Regions from separate parts of the Mus musculus genome. Here region 1 is linked to region 2. A link is a contact called in public ChIA-PET data. All regions are on one chromosome and are shown on one strand. The core of a region is the stretch at or near the end of the contact, and the rest is flanking DNA. Distances in the headings are between cores, read along the strand shown.

Region 1 (7,179 bases), core at 4,284-6,783, 110 kb before region 2:
TTAAGTTCGAAATAGTTTAAGCACGGGAACACGGAGAATGTTTAAACACAATGAATTCTTGAGAAATTTTGGAATTACCAGCTGGTGCTGCGGGAAGGAACATGAAGGGAGCTCACAACCAACAGGGGACTTGGCGTCCTGGAGAGTGAGAGAACGCTCCCCCTGGTGGACAGATTTAGGGTTGCAGGGAGAGTGAGGGATGACTAAGACCTTCTTTTGTTTGTGCTATAATTATCCTCGCAAAATTCAAAAGCATCTGGTGGTGTTTTATACCTTATGTAAGTGATGTTTTGGAGAAATCTCATAAATCCACACTGAGTGGCCAGCGGCAAAATGAACACAGGTCTCCAGGATGAAAGCTGCAGTTTCCAGAGGCTTGTGGGATAGCTCAGTTTTTCCAAAATGCTGTCAGTCTTCTAACTCCGAAAGCTCCACATAGAAGAAATTAACCAGCCTCCCTTGGAAAATATTTAGGGTAAAAATTACATGTATACTGTATGCTTTAACTTCCTTTGTCAACTACACTGGCTTTAGAATCACCTAGGACTGTGGTTCTCAACTTTCTTAATACTGTGACCCTTTAATAGAGTTCCTCACGTTATGGTGACCAACCAGAAAATTATTTTCTCTTACCCCTTCCTAACTATAATTTTGCTGCTGCTAATATGCAAGTTATCTGATATGCCACCCCTGAGAAAGGATCGTTCAACCCCTCCAAAGGGGTCCTGACCTACAGATTGAAAACTGCTGACAAACCTTTGGGTGTGTCTGTAAGGGCGTGTCAAGGGTAGATTAATTGTGCTGGAGAGATGGCTCAAAGGTTGAGAGCTATTGCAGAAGACTCAAGTTTGGTTCAGTGGCGCACAACTATCTGTGACTCCAGTTCCAGAGGATGAACGGTCATCAGGCATATGGCTGGTGCACAGACATATATGAAGGCAGAACATCCATACACACTAAATAATAATAATGATGATGAAGAAGAAGATGATGATGATGATTAAAAAAAAAACATATAACAAATGTTCATGGTGCATTACCCGCTTCCTAGCATGTCTGTGATAAAAGGAAGGAAGGAAGACACCAAGCAAGGAAAGGCCAATCAATAGACCACTAGACAAAGCAATAGATCCTTGCCTAACAAAGTATTGATTCCTGGAAGGCCAAGTGTCTATTTTCTCTCTTATCTTTATATCTAATTTGTTGGTCTTGCAGATACAAAGAAAATTAGAGCATTGTTTACAGGTGTGACACATGACATCTTGGCAACATTTCAGTGTTTAGCAAGACATGGCATAGATAGATCATGATCCCAATTTTTTATCTAATTGACTAGAGAGACCACACCACAGACACTCCACACTGAAGCTACAGTATTTCAGTGTAAAAAATTTACCAAGATTGCATGATTTTGGGTTTTGGGGCTTTTTTTGGGGGTGGGGCACGTTGAGGCAGGGTTTCTCTGTGTAGCCCTGGCTGTCCTAGAACTCATGCTGTAGACCAGGCTGGCCTTGAACTCAGAAGTCCACCTGCCTCTGCCTCCAGAGGGCTAGGATCAAAGGCATGACCACTGCCCAAAGGTTGCATGAAATTTTTAAAATATTAAATAGAAATACCAGCTTGGAATAATTTTGATAATTGCAGTTATTTGGTCCTTTAATAAAATGTTTCATAGTTTTAATGGAAATTTATGTAAGTTATTAAAACTATAAATTTAAGTATTTTTATACTTAATATTTTTGATGTAAGTCATTCAAATTGTGTTCAATTTTTTATTCCATAATTTTAAGGAGTTTAAGTAGTTTTCCCTAGTTTAAGAAAATAAATTATGTAAAAAAAAATTTCACACTATAACATAGTGATTTGCTGAAATAAGAGAAAAAATGAATTTATGGAATAGATATAAACACAAAGACTATTTTTATTAACATACTATTAAAATATATATTTTGGAAAACATTATTACCCACACCCACATCCCATCCCTGCAGAGGACCAAATGTGTTCTGTTTCTTATTATCCTATTCATTGTCTTTAACATTGTGATACAGGTTAGTCACGGAATCCAGGGGCTTGTGTGGGTACTTTGTCAGCACGCAACACTGTCTGTCCAGGAAGAGGAGAGAATGCCTTGCCCTTGGTTAATTTGAACCCAGCTACATTGTATTCACACACATTTCTTGAAGTGTTTCTTAAGTCATGGTTCATTCTTCTTTAATTTTTTGTGGTCCATTTAAATTTTATATTTGTCTATTTTTAATTTAATTAATATTCGTTTATTTATTAACTTTTTGAGAGATTTGTTTTAAGTTCATGCCCACCATCTCTTCTAATTGGTGTGTTGAAAGTGGAGGTTGACAAATTATAGCTCTCTGGTAAAATCCAAAACACTGGCCTGTTTCTGAAATAGAAAATATCTTACATGGATTGCATGTGGCCCAGAAAGCCAAAATATTTGGTATATGGATTTTTTTTAAAGTTTGTCAACTTCTCACTGTGAACATTTATATATTTAATGTAATTATTGGCATGTTTGGATGTAGGCCTGCCATTTTTTTTTTCCTCTGTGGGTTTTTTGTTGTTGTTGTCCCTTTCAGTCTCCCTTTTTGGTGATTTGAACATTTTTTTAATATTACATTTTGTATATTTTGACTGTATCTTATAACAGGGTGCTGTAGGGACTACAGTAGACATATTTAGCTCCTCAAAATCTACTTAGAGTTGATGTTCCCCAAACGTGAAAACGTCAGCGTCACATGGGGCTCTCCCCTTTAGGTAGTTGCTCTGAAAACTCCAGCAGGCAGTGTTACACTTCCAAAAAGGGGCAGAAATCCTCAACCTGCCAAGGATGAGAAGTCCTGGAAATCCCACACATTGCTGGTGGGAGTATAAAAGGATGGCATCCGTTTGAAAAAACAATTCATCGCTATCTACAAGTTTCAATTACAATCATCATGTGGTTTAGCAGTTTGAGTCTTAGATATTTTCCATAAGACAGGTTAAGACATATGTCCACACAGTGATTTACTCAGGGTAGAAATAGACCACGTGTCGGCCACTAGGAGAATGGATAACTGCGTGGTCACTGTTAGTCTTACAGTGAGGTAGTATTTAATAATGAACATAGCCCTTGATGCAGCAGAGATGACTTTCACGGAAGGCATCAGACCCTCGTCAGGGTTTTATGCAGGATTCCACTTGTATGAAGTCCAAGACCCAAAGGAAACCAGTCCGTGGGATTGAAATCCAAGCCGGGTACCTCTTGTTGGGTTGGTGATTTCGGAAACTGAAAAGGAGCACAAAGGAATATTCCAGAGAAAGGAAAATGGCCCAGCATTCTTTGGGTGGTATATGCTATTGTTACCTACAATTATTAAGCATATAAAATGTGTGGGCTTTAATGTTTGCAAATTATATGTCAACTTTAAAGACTCATGTTTATGCCACTGTCCTGTGACCATGCCTCTAACAGGGTGCATTTTATCTGTTCACTTTTCCAGTCACAAATAATGGCACATAATTTACACACTCCAGCACACATGCACACGGGAGTACACACACAGACTCTATCTTTTGTATTCTACACTGGCCTTGAACTTGCTATGCAGTCAAGAATGCACGTGAACTCCTGATCCTTCTGCCTCCACTCCAGCAAGCTGGGACTGCTCCACCACATCTAGTCTTTCCTTTGTGCATGTATTAGACCAACCTATAGGAAATTACCAAATGTTCAACACTTTTGACCTATAAAAATAAAAACTCCTTATGGTCTAAACGAATAGGTTTCTAGTGTTTCTGGATTATTTCCTTCGATTACATTTTCCGAGCTGGGTGTTGAGCAACATTCATCAACAGGAAAGGCTGTAGGTGAATATTTTGTGTTACCTGCCACTTTACAAACTGATATTTTAACCTTTTAAGTGTCGGACTTGTACCTAATTTTTAAATTATTTGCATGTTGTAGTCACCTGCACCTGTCTTCCGCATCTGTTTACACACTCCTCTGCCCAGAGCTCTGCTCTTTTATTATGGGTCCCAGCACTTTCCACATCAGTTTGTCTACATTTTTTAGCCCTTAGCTAAAAAAAGAGGAGGAGGAGGAGGAGGAGGAGGAGGAGGAGGAGGAGGAGGAGGAACGCTAAGTACTGGTCACTTCAGGAACACAACTGTTAGGTCTTAAACCCAGGACAAAGGGCTAACTAAGGTGCTTGTTTAACACCTCAAAGCGGGCCTGGCCCCTGGTTCTCTTAGCATCTGTCAGTGCTTACTACTTAACCCGATCCTTGCCCTAGTCTGCCCTCTACCCTAACGTCTCCAGTCCAGGGACTGGGCTGCCCTTCTCTTAGATGCCCTTCTTCATATAATCCAACCATTTTAGTGACCTAACCCCTTTTCTCTACCCTTTAAACTCCTGGCTCGCCTCTCTCTCCTCCTACTTCTCCCACGTGACCAGGCTCAAGGTCATGTTCAACCCTCTGGACTTTCCCAGATGTCTCTTGCCTCTGGCTATGCTTTCCCTTTTCTGGCGACTCTCTCCACCAACATACTGAGGGGCAGTCTTGTCCTTTCATTTTCTCCTCTGTCCTCCTCCCTCTCTCTCTCTTTCTCCTCCCCTCTCCTCCCCTCCCCTCCCCTCCCCTCCCCTTCCTTCCCCTCCCTCTCTCTGTCCCAGCATAGTCCCTTGTACTTGTTATTCATCCATCCAACAAACTTTCTCAAAATAACACAAAGGACCGGTAACTGCAAAGTGCAGCAGTCTTTCAAAAAGTTCGGAACTAAAACACTGCCTGTCTCAAATATCTTATTATGCCATAGTCTAGTTTAACATTCATATCCCTACTACGTTTTACGTTTCCACACTAGGACCTTTTAATGTGCTCTAACCCAAAACAAAAACTGTAGTCCCAAGTGGTGGTCCATGCCTTTAATCGCGTCAGTCAGCGGGCAAGGTCTGCTTGGTCTACATAGAGAGTTCCAGGACAGTGGAGGCTACATAGTGAAACTTTGTCTCAAAAACGAAAAGCAAAATCAAAACTGGAAATTTAGCTGTGAGTGTATGGACTCTGAAAGCATAGTTCCCTATGCCCGGTAAATAAGTCCCTAAAATACAACCCTAGGGAACTTGAGATCCCGGCTAGTTAATAAAAATCTAAGCCAGTCGAGCTTGGTCAAGAACTTCTCAAAGGTCTGCGAAGGGCAAAGGAGCCATTAACATTCTTAAGGGCAACTGCGAAATGAAACTGTAAATCGTAGGAGCCGAAAGAGCAACGTGATTCTGCAGCGGAAAATGGCTAAGGCTCACCCTAGTTCCTGTCTGGGAGACGAGGTTAGGGCAGGCCACAGGCAGGGAACAGGGGCGTGGGGATGTAAAGGCGGACCCGGCAGAGGGCAAGCCTGGAGGAGCCTGGCTGGGGCGACCAGACTAGGGGCGAGGCCAGGGAGGGCGGGGACGAGGCCCGCGGCGATGGGGAGGAGGCGTGGCGACGGCGGAAAGGGCAGGTCTGCGCGGCGGCCCACGCTCGCTCCCGAGGCGACTCGGAGTCGGGGCCGCGCGGGAGCGACCTGCGTGCGCGCTCGGGCCTGTGACCCGCTCGGGGATGGACAGCGGCTCCGTGGCGGCCGAGCGGCCGAGGCGCACACCGAGTCGCCAGCGGCTCCCGTCCTCCGGCTGCGGAGTTCCGGCGCGCCCGGGCGTCTCCACGCTGCCCGGTGGACGAAGCTGGCTGAGGCCTCGCGGACGGGCGGCCCGCGCGTCTCCGCTGTTGTTCCTCCTGCTCGTGCCCTCCCCGCGCCTGGCCGCCACCGCCACTGCCACCGCCCCGCGTAGGACGCTGGCTGAGCGCTCGCGCCCGGGGCTCGTTCTCCCCGCGGCCGCGCTCGGCGCCGGCAGGAACGCGCTGGGCCGTCTGCGGCTGGGCGCCCGGCGTGTGGCCGCGCTTGCGAGCAGCCGGAGAGGTGAGAAAGGACGGAGGGAGGGAGGGACAGCGGGTCACACAGGTGACCGGGCTGTAGCCACGCCGCCAGGGCGAGGGTTCGCAGCCCAGAGCCCCGGTGTCCTGGCTCCGGATGACACGCGTACTCGGGGCTGCCCTTGCACACCTGTTGGAGCCAGGGAAAAGTGGAAAAAGTGCTAGAAGCCGGTGCATTCAGGACCGAGGGGCGCAGATCCCTGAATGAAGAGATGACATTTCGTTTTGATTCCAAACTATTGATTCATTCATGGCCCGCTGTCGCCCATTCTCTGCCTGGCACTTTACTAGCTGTTTCGGGTAATTTGTTCAACAAAATCTTTTCTTTCCGGAGCTTACTTCAAGCAAGATATGCAGCAGGTGTTTTTCTATATGACTACACACACTTATCCATGCTAATTTTACTGTACTAATTTGACAGATAGTATAAAGAAAAATAGAGGCTTTATGTTTAGACTTGAAGAACTCTGTGCGTTTAAATTGAGTGACCAGAGCTTTGATGTGTCATTTGGGTAATTGAAGGAGGCGAGGGACACCGCTGAACTGCATAAGAAAGTAAACTAGCTGGAATGTGCTCACAGTAAATAGTAGATAAAATCTTATCGCACAGGCCAATCAGCAAACGTGGCTTAATTACTTCTTGAGTAACCTGTTTCTGGCCATTAGTGGCCATATGCACCCATGCTTTGGTTGTCTGTATTTTTTTTTCTATGAGAATTACCTGCATCTAAAATTTAAGAATACATATGGCTAGAGGAGAAACTCCTAATAGTTCTGAAAAATGAAGGACGCTTTATATGCAGATAGGAAAATGAGCAGTGAGCTTTATGCCCGAGTTTTGTAGGATTGGGAGTTGGAGATCTGTCTGGTTTCTTTTTCCCATAACTTGCCATCCTGTGTGCTCTTTTCATTGGTTCTGCCTTGAGACCAGGTGAGAACTGTGTAGCCCGAGCTGGCCTCGAACTCACAGAGATCCCTCGTGCCACCTAAGTACTGGGACTAAAGACTGGGCTACCACACCCCTGCTTGCTGTAGTTTTCACAAGCTGTTGTTGCCTGCCAATGTGTTTGCTCATAATTTATGGTTTGGGAGCAAAGAAGGAGGTTCTTTCTCGTTGTGTTAGCAAGATCGTGCCGTTTTAGTGTTAGGCTCCGTACATCTTAAGGGACACAGCAGAAACACTAGGAAACTTTCGTGCCCCCTTTTAAAG
Region 2 (7,295 bases), core at 210-2,709:
TTTCTTACCCAGCCAGAGCAGCCTGAGCCTGGCGTGGTGGTGCACTCTCAGAGGCAGGCAGATTTCCGAGTTCGAGGACAGCCAGGGCTACACAGAGAAACCCTGACTCGAAAAACCAAAAAAAAAAAAAAAAAGCAGCCTGTGTGGGTTGTGGTGGATTTGCTAAGATGCCAGGGTTATACATTACAGTGAAAGACAACTGAAGAGAGAAGCAAAGCTTCCTGAGAGGATTCGTGTGTGTGTGTGTGTGTGTGTGTGTGTGTGTGTGTACTTTGCATCTGCAGTAGACAGAAATACAAAGTGTACTGGGCAAACACATCACCTGAGACAACCTGGACAGGGCACTCTTTTCTTTTGTCCACGGCTAGACCTGTAAGCACCGGAGACTGTGACTGAGTGAGTTGTAAGCTGTGGGCTGTGGGCACTCCCTTGCCTGGGTTAAGAAAAAGAATTTTTATTGCATATACAACCTCACAGAGACTGACAGTGTGCCCAAGACCTGCAGAGGTTTGTGCCAGACAGGATTCTAACATGGAGAGGTAGATGTGGACACACCACCCCACTCCTGACCGAGAAGCTGTGCACTTGATACTTGCTGGGAACACTAAGTCTGTCAAGTTGCACTCCAAGGCAGGCTGTGTCCTCAGGAGTAGATGCACAACACAGAAACAACTCCATGGTCTGGGTGGGTGCGGGGAAGGTTCTGGGATGAGTTGGGGGACAGGAATGTGTATGATCAAATATGAAAAATTTCAAAATAATAGAATTTCTGCAATTTAGTCTGTGTGTGCGTGAGAGTGTGCATGTGTGCATTTGTGCCATATCCTGTGTATGGAGGCCAGAGGAGAACTTGAGGGACTTCAGTCTAGTACCACATGGGACCTAGAGATTGAATGTAGATGGTCAGGGTTTCAGCAGGTGATTTACCCACTTAGCTATCTTGCCAGTCTACATTTTTAATTGATCATTGAGCCCTTTTCACCATGAACTATCTTTATCTTTTAAAAAATTACATTTATATGTATGTATGTATGTATGTATGTATGTAACGAGAACCCCTACTCGGAGCCATCTCACTAGCTCTGCTTTTCTATGTAGGGCCAGATGAGGTGGTGTACACTTACCCCAGCACTTGCAAGGCAGAGGCAGGCAGATCCTCGTGACTTAGTTCAAGGCCATCCTGGTCCATGTAGCCAGTCCTAGGCCAGCCAGGGTTATATAGTGAAATCCTGTTAAACAAAACAAAAACAAAATAAAACCAAAAGACTCCACAAAACCAAAACTCAAAGAGTTGTATTTAATTAGCTCACAAAAGATTAGGTTTCCTTATCCATTATTCATACCTACTTGGTTTTTGATTGATGTCCCCTTTTTACAGCTTCCTGCCCCAGCCCCCACAGCCTCCCGTTCCTGGGAGTTTCCTTTTTACTTTCGTATCTTCTGTGCTCTACCACCCTTCCTGCTCTCCTGTGAAGTTTCTTTTTATGTCTCACATGGGCCCCTTTCTGGTTTCCTGGCTTCTACACAAATGCACATACAGAAAAATTAAAAGATAGAGTCTGCATATGAAAGACAACATGCGTCCATTTTTCTTGTTTTCATTAAGTTCTATTGTGTATTTTACCATATATTTACATAAATCTGTTCTCTTGAGGGACGTTTAGGCTGATTCTGTTTCCTGGCTATTGTGAACAGAACAGCAGCAAGCATGGATGTGCAGGAGTCTCTGGTGTGTTGGGCGTCCTTTGGGCTTATGCTGTGTTGTACTTCTAGCTTTTCTGAGTGTGCTCCACAGTGATTCCATGGTGACTGCACCAGTTTACACTGTCATCAGTAGTGAATAAGTGTTCCCTTCCCAGTCGCCATGCTAGCATTTGTTCTCTGGATAATAGCCATTTGGACTGGGGTGAGACGAGCCTCATTGTAGTTGAGCTTCCCAGATGGTTAGAGCTCTTCTTCTTTTAAGAATTTTATCAGTTCTATAGCCATGCTTTGATTGAGTTGTCTTGTTTGTTTTTGTTAAATTTTTAAAAGTTCTGTGTGTATTCCAGGTATTTATCTGTCCTGCTAGTTTGTAGCTAGTAAAGATTTTCATTCCTTCTGTAGCTTCTCCCTTCATTTGATTAACGAGTTCCTTTGCCATGAAATTTTCTTCTCATTCTACAGTGTTTTACCGTTGTACAGTAGTGAGTGTGTAGAGTTCTGTTCCAGCAGCCCTTGCCTCTGCCAGTTCTAGAGTCTCACGTCTTAAGCTAAGGTCATGATCCATTTGGACTTGATTTTGTGCATGGGGAGACATAGTTTCATCTTTCTTTGTGTAGACATTAAATTTTCCTGGTTCTGTTTGTTGAAGAGGCTGGGTTTTTTTTCCTTTAAATTTTTGGGAGTTAAAAAAGTGAAACTTTTGGCATCCTGTTAGAAGTCAGAGGACAATAGCTGTATAGGTTTACATCGCACTGATTTACCTGGCTGCTTTTGTGCTAGTGCCAAACTGTTTCTGTTACAGTACCTGTAGTATAACTACAGGAAATCGGGGATATTGATACTTCTAGCATTGTTTTTTTTGTTTTGTTTTGTTTTCTGAGGATTGTTTTGGCTGTCTGAGGCCTTTTGTGTTTCCAAATCAGTTTTAAGGTGAACTTGTCTATTTCTGTGACAGATGGTGTTTGACATCCGGTTGGGAATCTCTAGGTCGCTTTTGCTTACTTGCATTTTGAAAGCATTAAGGAGGGTGGAAGCTGCATTTTTGTTGGAGAACCAGATGAGTTTGTTTTGTTTTGTTTTGTTTTGTTTTGTTTTGTTTTTTAGTATAGAATAGAGTTTATTTAGGGCATGGGGAGGGGAGTTAAGAGAGTAGTAGAGGCAGAGAAAGGGAGAGAATAGAGAAGTGGGTCCAGCCATGACCACATGGAGAGAGAGGGGAAGATGTAAGAGAAAAGATAAGTTCTTTAACAAGGCACTTAATTACTGTGTGAAAAGTGACCCGAGATACACAACCAGTGTATTCCTTCACTGTTCTAAAGTTGCTTAGTTTCAGTACACCTGGGATCTCAATCAATTCTTGTTGTAGCAGTAATTTTATATATAACAATTGTTGGTTTTTTTAAAAGTTATAAGGTATCAATATTTTAAGGCATTTTTTATTAGATATTTTCTTCATGTACATTTCAAATGCTATCCCCAAAGCCCCATATATCCTCTCCTCCCAGGTATCAATATTCTTAATTCAAAGATGGAAATCAATATTTTGTGAGACAGATAATAGCATAAATACTTGTTACTGTAGCAATAATGTGATTGAACCCAAGACTTCATACTGTGTGTCCAACTTAAATACATTTGAAAACCCCTACAGTTCAGTTCAATCTGTGCTGCCATTTTGTGTTTTGTTTTTGTTTTTTAATCCTGTTTTCCTTTATTCAAACTGATTTTAACAGCACTGAGAAATGGGGTTTAAGGTGTATTTGGATCACAAAAGAGAAACTTTTTAACATTGTATGAAATCATTATGATACCCAGCTTACATTTTATTATATTCATTACATGAAGTGACTGACCGACTGATTGACCTACCTACTTTCTTTTCTTTTCCCTTCCTTTCTTTTTCTATCTCCCTTCCCTCCCTCCACCGCTCCCAGCCCCCTTTCATTCTTTTTCACAAAGACAGTATGCTTATTTCTATGTTGAGTATTGGCTGTTTGCTTCTGCTGGCCTCAGGTGAGAGTAACCTTTGTCATTGACCTTTGTACTTTTAATGGATGATTTGGTGGTTGGTAGACATGTTGTACAATGAGGATTAGTGCTTGTGGCTGGGTAGAAAACATTAGTAAAGAATCCCGAGTTGGTAAAGAGTTGAGCTGCTGATGAGATGGTGAGATGGCTCAGGGGCTAAAGGAGCTTGCTGCCAAGTTTGTTGACCTGAGTTGAATCTCTGGGCCCTACTTGGTAGAGGGAGAGCCAACTCCCACAGGTTGTACTCCAACCGCATGAACATGTTGCCATCTTCTGTCTGTCTGTCTGTCTAATATGCCAGGGGTGGTGGCCCACTCCTTTAACTCCTGGCACTCTGCAAGAGAATCTCCACCAGCCTTGCCTATTGTAGTAAGTCCCAGGCCTACGTGGGGCTGCCTAGGGAGACCCTGACTCAAAAAACAAACAAAACCAAAAAATGGCCGGAGAAATGCTTCCGCAGTTAAAAGCGGGAAGCTGAGGGCTTAACACCTTGCACCACAAGCATAAAGCAGAGAGAACAAACTAGAAATGATGTGAGTTTTAAAAACTCTCAAAGGCTCTTTCTAGTGGCATACTTCCTCCTAAGCCTCTCTTAGACAGTGCCACCAAATCAAATGCCCAGGACCAAGGAGATGATCTCTTCAAACCCCCACACCTGTTACATCTGTGTCTGTTCTTCTTGTCACAAACAAATGTTTCTCCACCTGTGTGCTTTTTTTACAAATGATGTGTTTGCTGTGTTGTTGTGGCCATGTTTCTCAGGACGCTTGATTCAGCGAGAAAGAAGTACCAGTTCATTCTTTTTAAACTTTGAACTTAGTTGCAAATCCCAGCTTGCTTATTTGTTTGTTTGTTTGTTTGTTTATTTAGTGAATTGTATCTTGGATATTCTGAGCTTCTGGGCTAATATCCACTTATCAGTGAGTGCATATCATGTGTGTTTTGTGTTTGGATTACCTCACTCAGGATGATATCCTCCAGATCCACCCATTTGCCTAAGAATTTCATAAATTCATTGTTTTTTATAGTTGAGTATTACTCCATTGTGTAAATGTACAACATTTTTGTTTTGTATCCTTTCCTCTGTTAAGGGACATCTGAGTTCTTTCCAGCTTCTGGCTATTATAAATAAGGCTGCTGTGAACATAGTGGAGCATGTGTCCTTATTACCTGTTGGAAATCACAGCTTTTAAGCAGGGTTAACTTTTGAAAAGCTACCAAGTCCTGTAAGTAGCTCTATTTAGTTAGGCAACTCTCTCAAGTCCCTGCTTTAATCTAAAAGTACATTGTCTCTTGCTCTTCATCTCCTAATAACTTGGCTTCATACTGACTCACTCTGAAATTATTTAAGATCCTAGCCATACCTGAGGAGGTTGCAATGAATGGATTACCCTGTGGCAGCCCCTGTCTGTACTGCTTGGACATTGTACACTAGCTTTTGTATTTGTGTCTACTTTTATTTTTATTTATTTATTTATTTTTTGGTTTTTGTTTTCTTTTTTCGAGATAGGGTTTCTCTGTGTAGCCCTGGCTGTCCTGGTACTGTAGACCAGGCTAGCCTGGAACTCAGAAATCCGCCTGCCTTTGCCTCTGCCTCCCAAGTTTTGGGATTAAAGGTGTACACCATCACCACCTGGCTTATTTTTATTTTCTAATAAGTCTTCCCATGGCATTTCAGTTTGGGATCTTTGTGCTCACCAATTCTTTCTTTGGTTCGACTCTCTACCAATTTTGTCTATTTGGGGATATTTAATGTCTCATGTTGAGTTCAGTTCCTCCTTATAATCCATAGCACATTGACCAGTTGTTGTGAATCCCCAGTTTGAGATGTCAGATTCTATCATAGCTTTGCTTTTCAGACTGTTTGCTCTCTTGCCTTTTATGTGATTTCTTGTTGGAATACAGGTATAAATTTCTGAGTGTTAGAAACCCAGGTATGCCAGGCAGTGGTGGTGCATGCCTTTAATCCCAGCACTTGGGAGGCAGAGGCAGGTGGATTTCTGAGTTTGAGGCCAGCCTGGTCTACAGAATGAGTTCCAGCACAGCCAGGGCCACACAGAGAAACCCTGTTTCAAAAAAACAAAAACAAAACCCCAAAACAACAAACAAACAAACAAAAACAAAAAAAGAAACCCAGGTAAGTATATCTTTAATATAAGGTCTCATAGGAGTTAGGTTAATAGCATACACAAAAATGTATTCTTAGGAAGTCTATGGGCTTTTTGTTTGTTTGTTTGTTTGTTTGTTTTTCTTTTCTTGCTTCTGCTTTGGATATGAGATCTAAGAGGTCACTGCCTAAGACCAAGTCCTGAGGACTGACTTCATAGTTTGTTTTTATAGTCTTAGCTTCCTTGTTTATTTTCCTACTTTTGAAATTTTTTATCTGCGTGCTAAGAGATTGTTTTCCCCCTGTTGAACTAACTTCTTCCTTCTGTCAGAGATGAATTTACCATGTTTCTGAGCATGTTGATGCATACCTACAATCACGGTATTTAGGAAGTAGATGCAGGAGGGTCAGCCATATAAGGAGATTGAGGCTAGCCTGCATTACATCATGTAGCCCTGTCTCAACAAAACCAAAGGCAAGCAGGAAAAAAAAAATCATCTTAACATAGATTAGATGCTAGTCTAATTCTGGATTCTATTGCCATGATCTTAGGCCCAAGTATAGAAGTATTTCTTCTTGACTACTGTATTCTGTGGTATATTTTAAAACAGAGAAGTGCGAATTCTTCAGTATTGTTCGAGATTGTGTTGGGCTCTTGGGAACACCTTGTATTTCCATATGAATTTTAGGATCAAAAAAAGCAGGTTATATTTTTTGGGAAGGGCTGGTTTGAATCTCTATGTTAATTTGCCATCGTCATGTTAAATCTCTAATTCTCGATCATGGTGGTCATTTATTTAGATTAGTTTCTTTCATTGGTCTATTGTAGATGTTAGTGCTTATATCCTATATCACTTTAGTTACATTTATTCTATATTCTTCCTCTGCTTTGTAGTGTTATTATGTCAGTTACATCTTTATAGGTTTTAAGAGTTTTATAGTTATTGCTCTGTTTAAATCAGAAGACAAAATTATAAAAAATATATTTACATAGTTTTCTGTGTATCTCCTTAAAATATTTTTTACATTTTTAATTGGGGTGGGAGAAACAGGTACTGAGCACATGTGTGGAGGTCAGAGGACCACACGTGGGAGTTGGTTCTCTCCTTCACCATGTGGGTTCTAGAGAGTGAGCTCAAGTGGTAGCCTAGGTGACCAAGCAGCTTTTCCTGCTGAGTACTTTGCCCACCCCGTTACTGTTTCTTGGAGAGTAGAGTGCTAATGGCAAATTCTGTTTTTGTTTGACAATTTATTTCTTCATCTCAAATGTTGCCCCTCTCTCGATCCCTTCTTGAAGACTTCCTCTCCCACCCCCTTTCCTTCACCTCTGAGAGGCCACCCCCAATTCCTCCACTAGGTGTATAGGCACCTCCTTTCCCACTGAGCCCAGACAAGGGCTACTGTTTATCAGGGTCTCAGACCAGCCCATGTATGCTTTTTGGTTGATGTCTCAGCA

The links. ChIA-PET counts read pairs in DNA pulled down with a chosen protein or histone mark.
Region 1: a contact with region 2 is called in an RNA polymerase II ChIA-PET map of effector CD8 T cells, with 46 read pairs. The contact joins the promoter of Mcur1 here to the enhancer-like site in region 2. A contact is called at or near these places in 3 of 39 promoter capture datasets (liver and macrophages), 1 of 15 datasets of contacts at CTCF or cohesin (large pre-B cells), 6 of 484 Hi-C or Micro-C datasets (CD4 T cells, CD8 T cells, bone marrow-derived macrophages and 3 more), 6 of 115 datasets of contacts at active chromatin or transcription factors (CD8 T cells, the HPC-7 cell line, bone marrow-derived macrophages and 3 more) and 3 of 9 other capture datasets (adipose tissue, liver and pancreatic islet).

The regions. Positions count from the first base shown.
Region 1 is chr13:43,558,545-43,565,723 of GRCm38.p6, reverse strand. It overlaps Mcur1 (mitochondrial calcium uniporter regulator 1), which reads left to right and starts at 5,533. Exons shown (of 9, transcript NM_001081059.3): 1 at 5,533-5,955. The coding sequence starts at 5,598.
Region 2 is chr13:43,447,550-43,454,844 of GRCm38.p6, reverse strand. The region is part of intron 2 of Ranbp9 (RAN binding protein 9); the gene reads left to right. Among named protein-coding and RNA genes, the nearest start is that of Gm26064, 25 kb to the right of the region's middle. Within about 2 kb of position 1,459, at least 56 of the 459 cell types and tissues checked have an H3K27ac peak or open chromatin away from gene starts, as enhancers often do. A contact at or near this core is called in CD8 T cells, the HPC-7 cell line, effector CD8 T cells and 2 more, where this site is marked.